Regions from separate parts of the Mus musculus genome. Here region 1 is linked to region 2. The links are chromatin contacts, called in public Hi-C maps. All regions are on one chromosome and are shown on one strand. The core of a region is the stretch at or near the end of the contact, and the rest is flanking DNA. Distances in the headings are between cores, read along the strand shown.

Region 1 (3,894 bases), core at 265-2,764, 5.3 Mb after region 2:
GAAAATCCCTTTACTCAAAATGGGATTTACACAGTTACATTCCAAACTACTTTGAAATTTTAACCTAGAGTGTTCAACTTTGATGGTGTCCATTGGCTACAGTTCATGCTGGATAAACTGTAGATTGCTACTTCAACATTTATGTATTTTGAGGTCAATAAATAAACATTCAATATCTGTAATCATTTTTAACATAACACAATTAGTGATCTAAAGAAAAACTTGTTGCTAAATAGAACATAAAAATGTTTCACTCAAAACCTTTGTGAAATTGAAACAATGTAGAAAAGGGATTTAAAAGGATTAAACTTCCTGGATTGGTCTTCCATTTAGCAATATTATGAATCATCAGATATTCTAATGCTTAGCACTAGGGTAAAATATCTAGCAACCTATATTCAATATTCTAAACTGCTAACTTAGAGTACTTCTACCTTTTTATTAAATACTGGTTTCTCATTAGGAGTTCAATGTCCCCTGGTCACATTATGCAGTAGGCCAGTAAGCTCCCTGAGTACCATTTATATAACAAGTTCCCTACACACCTCTCAAAGTGATGATGTCATGAGAGTCATGCCTAAGAGAAGGAATCATTTCATATGCTAGAAAACACAATAAGCAAACAATAGTAAGACAATCCCTGGGCCAGTTTACGGTTCAATTTTCCATTTACCCCTGAATGATCACCACCAAAGCAAAAGCACAATTCACGTTGCTATCTTTCTATACTGCTGACATTCTAATTACCATTTCACTTCTGTTTATTCACTTCTATCTCTTTATTGCTTACAAACTATGATAGTCTATATGTTATCTTCCACCATGTATTCCTTTACTCTTCTTATAGTTGCCATTAAAATAAATTCTAAACTAGTCTTTTAAATCCTGATTTTTAAGTAATCTGTACATGTGTGCATATGTCCATGCATGTGTCTAAGACATGAGTGCGAATTGAGTGAGTGTGTGCCACGTACATGTGTGGAGGTCAGAGAACGATGTAGTAACTTTGGTTAACTCCTTCCATCTTTGTACACATTCTGAGGATTCCTCTCTGGAGGCCAGGCTTACATAGCAAGCATCTGGACCAGCTGAGCCATCTTTCCTACCCAACACTGAATTTTTATCTCTGCCAATATGAATTTGTAAAACCTTCCTTATCTATTCATAGCATCACATACTTGATTTCCCCAGACGTTAAATCATTAATCTTGTCTGGTTGTATTTCAAGATCAAAGCTCCTACTTTAATAAATTTACATGACAACCAACAATAAATCCTCAGATGCCCACCCTCCTTTTGGATTACAACCTGAAGCTGAGACATACACTACTTCTGCATTTGAAAACAAAAGACATATTTAGGGGATTAGATTTACACAGAGACAGCAAGAAATCTTCTCTGCTTTTTCCTGAGCACATGTAATAAATTTATAGTTCTGCAGGTTAACAGAAAACATGGATGTCATTATACATCCTGCTTTGTTCCCTGTTTTTCTTCAAAATATCTAAGGCCTCAAATTTTTCAGTAAAAGAACATTGCTGCCACCAACTGAGCATACTCACCCAATGCAAGTAGGATTCTTATACATGAAAATTAATGCCCACAATGAAGATGAAGGGTGATATACATTCTGTTATACATGATCCCAAACACTAGCCTGAAATCCATTCCTAATCAGTAATGCCATGAGTGCATTCAAAGGAGAGATGAGAACTCCACATCCTAACATTATTAATGGAAGCCCTCCTGCCTTGCAGCCTTAAACCAATTTGTAGTAATAGAAAACTCCTCCTGTATTTATAAGGAAGAGGAGTTTGTTTTATTCATACAAAGGCCCTATGACAACAGGGTCATGCCACCAAATGCTGTGTTGACCTGGTCATTGAGGGGGGCTGATTGGCAGTCTTTGAATTGATTATGGTTATTTAGGTCAGAAGAGCAAACTCTTCTAATTTCATGCTCAGTGTTGAACTGTTGGAGGCGTGACTGGAGGAGGGGAGAAGGGAGGGGAGGGAAGGGAAGGGAAGGGCAGGAAGGGAGGGAGAAAATTCCACAGAGCTTGGCAGCACAACAGAATCACCTGGTAGAATACAAACTAGAAGACAGCACCTCAGAATGAATCAGAAGATTTGAGCAACAGGACTTTCTTTGGCAAGACTGCAGGAGTTAAAGATAATCTCCATAAATGTCCACAGACTCACTCAAGGAAAACCCTAAGGATCTTTGCATACTTTATGGGATTCTGAAAGTATTATTTGTAATCTCAATGCAAGGAAACATCGCATGCCCTGGCATGTTGAACTTTGCTATCCTGTGTGAGTCTCCTGAACTATTCACAATAGATGGGTTGATCAAACACTGTCTTGGCAATGAAGACTGCCCTTGAAGGCAGTAAGGAAAAAATATCCGTTCACTTTCACTCCACTCCTTTCCCATAGAGCCTGAAATTTTTGCCTTGAACCAAAAATATCTTCAGTAAGAGTCAGATATGACCTACTTTGTTAATTCCCATGGCTAATACTTTCCCCTTACAGCTCAAATGTGGAATGTTTTAAGTAAAATTAATATATATATGAAGGGTTTTTATCTGTCTGGTTTAGTATTTGTAGTACATGAAAAAAAATGTAATAGAGGATATAATGATATTTTCTGATAATTATACCTATTTTTATGTCACTCTTTGGAACGTTAACATTAGACGTCTTCTTATCAGTACAGTAAGAAGTCTCTGTGGGTAAAGATGCTGGCTACAAAGCCTAATGATCTGAGTGTAAACCCTCAGACCCACCTTGGTGAAAGAATTCAACTCCTACAAGTTGCCTGTGACTTCTACTCAAGACCCAAGGTACACTAGTTGTACACACACACACACACACACACACACACACACACACACACACACAGTTATAAATGAAGATCTTTTAAAAGTTGCCCACCATGACTGCTGGAGGTGTTAATGCTTCTTGAGACCCTGCCCAGCCCTAACATCCTTATCCTAACCATGCCCAGCCTTAGTCAAGACTTACAATGTTCCAAGTCTAACTCTGATTGATCTGCCTACCTGCATAGCAGAGAATTTTGTCCACCCTCTAGTGAGAGCTCAGGAATCTTTGAATTGAAGTGGACATGGATGTCTCCACTTGATTGAGATGAGTCTGGCAGTGGCAATAAAGTAATAATTGAAAAATAGTTTGGAGATACAATTTACTCTAGTTTTCATGACAGGTAGAAGAAACAAGGAAGTTAATGATAAAATTAATTAGAATTCATAAGCAAGAGTTGTGAAACTATATATAAGGCAAGACACTGCTCTAGAAAACTTTGAAGATAGGGGGGGGGGGGAAGTAGACAGCTATTTCCAAGGAATAAAGTTGTCAGATATAGACAGCCTTGGCAATCAGGACAGTATAGGAGCATGAGGAAGTCTGCTTGGGTACCCAAGTGGAAAAGCAAAACGTAAAAAGGAGTTCTAGGGTTTTAAGGACTCAGAGAATAGAAATGTGATTTGGGTTCCTGAAAGACTGCAGAGTATCAGTGGGAGATAAAGAACACCAATGGATGTGGGTTTCCTGACCAGAGGACAGAGCCAAAGGAAGAAGCCAAAATTTAAAGAATAAAAATGATAATTAAGACTAGCTTAGGAAAACAAAATATTTCCATAATTAAGGGACATTTTAAAGGGAATCGAGGTTCTGAAATAGCAGATATAACTTCTATTGAGTCTCTATGGGGCTTCAGACTCCAGTGAAAGAAATTAATGGATTCCACAGCCAGGTTGTTTCTTCATCTCCACCCTACAAGGCCAGAACTTACATATCTTGAAAGTGTGATAGTCTGCCTTCTCCTCAGTTTGGACTATCCTTAGTATCACAAACTGGAAGTTTCCATAAAGCC
Region 2 (3,801 bases), core at 295-2,794:
ATTTTTTTCCCCCTGGACTTTCTCTGTTGGCTTAGAGCTAGACATCTTGGCTCTACAGATTTCATCGTGTTATATGTTTCCTAATGTTCTTAATAGGGGCCGGGCACTTTGGAAACTGAACAAGATGGCAAAGAATTTCCACGTCTTTGCTGTGTTGTCTTCCTTCTCTCTGAGTGCTTCGTGTCTTTCTATCCTCTCGTACAGCTCTCCCTGTGACTTTGTCTGACTTCTCTGGGCGGTGTCCGAGTGTCAAGACCTTTCTCCTTTCTTTTGCAGCTAACAAAGGAAATTTACCTGATCAGCCTACACCCTTTCAAGGAGCTAGTGAGCATTAGTGGTGCAATGTCATATTCTTCTAGGATGAAAATTAGAATTGTAAAACAAGGGATTTATGTGACTATGTCATTAGCTAAGGTTATGACTCTGGCTGATAGGGTCTCACACATCATGAGATGGAATGCTAGAATGGACTGGGAAGTGATATGGTGGCTGTTGCCTGTCCTCCTTGTTTGTGAGGTTGCTACTGGTGCTACTGGTGGTACTGGAAGCAAGCTAAGATATTTTGGAACCAGTGTTGTAGATTTCTGTTCTTCCATGGAGAAGTATAAATGCTATTATGATACGGTGGCCTCATTGCACTTTTTGTGCATTTCCATGAGCTAAATGTCAAATCATTGTGTGTGTGTGTGCATGTGCGTGTCCATGTGTGCGCGCGCGCGCGCGTGTGTGTGTGTGTGTGTGTGTGTGTGTGTGTGAGAGAGAGAGAGAGAGAGAGAGAGAGAGAGAGAAAGAGAGAGAGAGAGAGATATTTTTGCTCAGGCCTGGAGTTGTAGTTCAGTGGTAGAACTCTTGTTGCACATACAAAGATCCCCAGATTCAATGTTTAGTAATGCAAACAAACAAACAAAGAAACAAACAAAAAACAAGCTAACAAAGAAATGTTCCTAGTATGAATAAAATCACCGAAGCAGCAAAACAGTGAATGTGATAATAGTGCATATGTAGCATTTTTTTCATGAAAATTATATTGTTATTTAACTAGATGGAAAACTTGATAGAATCAGAGTCACAACAAAAAGTTAGCAACAATGGAAATTTACATATACCGGCAGTAGTACTTGTTTTTACAATTACAGTGTCACTTTATTTTGTTTATTATGATTTAAACATGTTGTTGGATGTACATACTTTTAGCTTTTATATACATTTTAGGCCTTCCTATAGGCTTGTTAGTGGTCATTTTTAGTACGTAGGAAAAACAGAAAATAACATTTTAAAATGTAGTCTTTATTTTGGTGAAGTCTGATCAGATCATTTAAAGTATATAAAGTCTGGAACACTTGTCATGTATTAAAATAGTTTGATACAGATTATTCTCTTAGAGCAAAGCAACAGAGTACAGTGTCTGGCCAGCAAAGCAGTTCTCATACCATGGATGCCAATAATAATTAGATTAAAAATAAAAATTAAAGGGCGAGAGAAGGTGTAGAGTAACTACAGAATCAGACAGTAGGTGGCGCTGTTGCCTTTTCATTCTCATAACCTCATTTCTCAGGGAGTGGCTCCTTCCCAGTTACTGCTATTTTTTAAATCTTATTTGAGAACTCTACCAGGTTAAACAAGTTCATATATACTAAGATTTGGTTTTGAATCTTTTATTTACTAAGGATGTGACTATAAACCTTACATGTATACTTATGAAGAAGGTACTATGTCGGTTTTCTTATTAATTTTATATTCGGTAATTTTATAATGACGATCACCTGATTTTGAATGGATTCCATCGATAACTTGGAAGATAAGCTTGTCTTGATGCTTTTTTTGCACGAACAATCATTTCTCTTCTTTCTCACAGATTCTGATACGTGTAGTAGTGAATCTTGTTTGTGGTGACAATTTTGGAGATTTTCTTTCTTCCTTTTTTTTTTTTTTTTTAAACCACGTGAACGTGTGAACATGTTCACCAAGTTTCATGTAGAGAATACCTGGGCAATGTGTTTGTCAGGAGCCTTCAGAGTACTGTTTTTTCCCATCCCATTTCTCTCCTGCATAGGTTCTAAGTTTCTATTACAATACTTCTTTTTCAAGCTATTCTCTAGGATGCCCAACCCTCAGTTTCTCATTTCTTCTTGAATCACTTGCCAGATCGTATTGGCTCTATAATTACCATTTCTATCTCAGACTTTAAGTTGCAGGGCATATATTTGAAGCATACAACACACATGCATCTCTGGCTGAGGAAAAATTTGGGTGGTTTCTGGGTCAGGTTTGATTTCGCCATGAGAGACAGAACCTTCATTTTTTAAGTGGTAGAAACATAGCAAGAGCAGTCAGAGCACATAAAAACTTCCTTTTTCTAAGGGGAACCTTACTGTCCCCTTTATTCAGTGTACAGTTTTACTGTTGTACTGGGACATGCTGAGCCTGTGTTCTTCTTTTCAACTTGCAAAATAAGAAATTTGGACAATGTACCTTTCTCTGGAATCACCAGAGAAAATTTTGCTTATTAAACCTTAAAAAAAAGGACCTTATCATTCTACATAACCCATACTTTTGTAAAGATATGTCTTTGACTGTTTCTTAGAACTAAAACGCAGCTATGTCTTAAGCATTATTGGGAAGTTAAGATTTGTAGAATCATAGAAAAATTTAAAAATCACTATATGATGAAGTGCAATTAGCAAAGTTGATAAAATCTGGTACAATTCATGTACAATTCAAGGATTTTTAATGACATTAATTATAAATTTGACAATGTGTATATATTGTAACTACTAAAATAAATGTTAAAATAGTTTCTCTTTTAGAACTTGTCATTTGCAATCAGAGGCAAGTGATAAATATTAGGTTCTAACTTTGTAAATTTTGTTTTCAGTAGCAAATGTCTCCAAACTCTTTTATGTACCCCCTTTTCTTGCACTATACTGTGCATGTAGCAGGAATTCAGTAGTTATTTTGAGTCTTTATTAATTAACGTACGGGGCATCGAGAGGAAGGAGATGCCCCCAGTGCATTTTTCTGGGTCCTGAGTGAGTCAGTGGGCAACACCAACACCATGTTCAAATGCTCTCTAAAGAATGTATCTGCAATTGCTGGTATAAGCAACCTTCTGAATTGATGGAATAGAGAGGGAAGGAATGGCTAACCAGTGACTGGCCCATTTTGAGACCTATCCCATGGGCAGGTACCAATCTCTGGCACTACTACTGATGCTATGCTGTGCTTGCAGACAGGAACCTAGCATGGCTGTCCTCTGAGAGGCTCTACTAGCAGCTGACTGGGACAGATGCAGATGCTCACAGACAAACATGGAATGGAGGTTGGGAACCTCATGGAGGAGTTAGGGGAAAGATTGGAACACGGGTTCTCTGTGTTTGGCCATGTGCTGCATATCTTAGTAAGTATCCTAAAGAGAAATTTAGAAACAGGCTGTTATTAGTCTCTGTTAAAAATGATGGCGTTCAGAGACACATCATTGCTGTGGTCTGTTCCAGGTTATTATTTTTTCAGCTATTGACGAACCTTTAACATAGGCATAACTGGGCCTTAGTTAAAAATGTATACCTCATGAATGAATTTTTCTTATGAAGAAAGAAAATTGCCACCTATATTTTAGTGTGTATGTGAAGATTACAGTTGGTGCATTTACAGTAATCGCACATAGGTGTATATCTGTGGTGGTCAGTCTCCACCACATAGTAAGCTTGGATCTATTTGGAATCACCTAGGAGGCACACTTCTGGGCGTATCTGTGAAGACGTTTCTGGAGAAGTTTACCTGAGATGAGATCTGGTATAAATG

What was found. Hi-C and Micro-C count contacts between places; a contact is called where the count stands out from the background.
Region 1: a Hi-C map of cortical neurons shows a contact between it and region 2, with 2.3 times the contacts expected there. The contact joins two enhancer-like sites. A contact is called at or near these places in 3 of 484 Hi-C or Micro-C datasets (cerebral cortex and cortical neurons).

What each region holds. Positions count from the first base shown.
Region 1 is chr12:64,639,692-64,643,585 of GRCm38.p6, forward strand. No RefSeq gene overlaps it. Among named protein-coding and RNA genes, the nearest start is that of Gm24066, 95 kb to the right of the region's middle. Within about 2 kb of position 1,515, at least 4 of the 459 cell types and tissues checked have an H3K27ac peak or open chromatin away from gene starts, as enhancers often do. A contact at or near this core is called in cortical neurons, where this site is marked.
Region 2 is chr12:59,381,482-59,385,282 of GRCm38.p6, forward strand. No RefSeq gene overlaps it. Among named protein-coding and RNA genes, the nearest start is that of Gm51997, 110 kb to the right of the region's middle. Within about 2 kb of position 1,545, at least 4 of the 459 cell types and tissues checked have an H3K27ac peak or open chromatin away from gene starts, as enhancers often do. A contact at or near this core is called in cortical neurons, where this site is marked.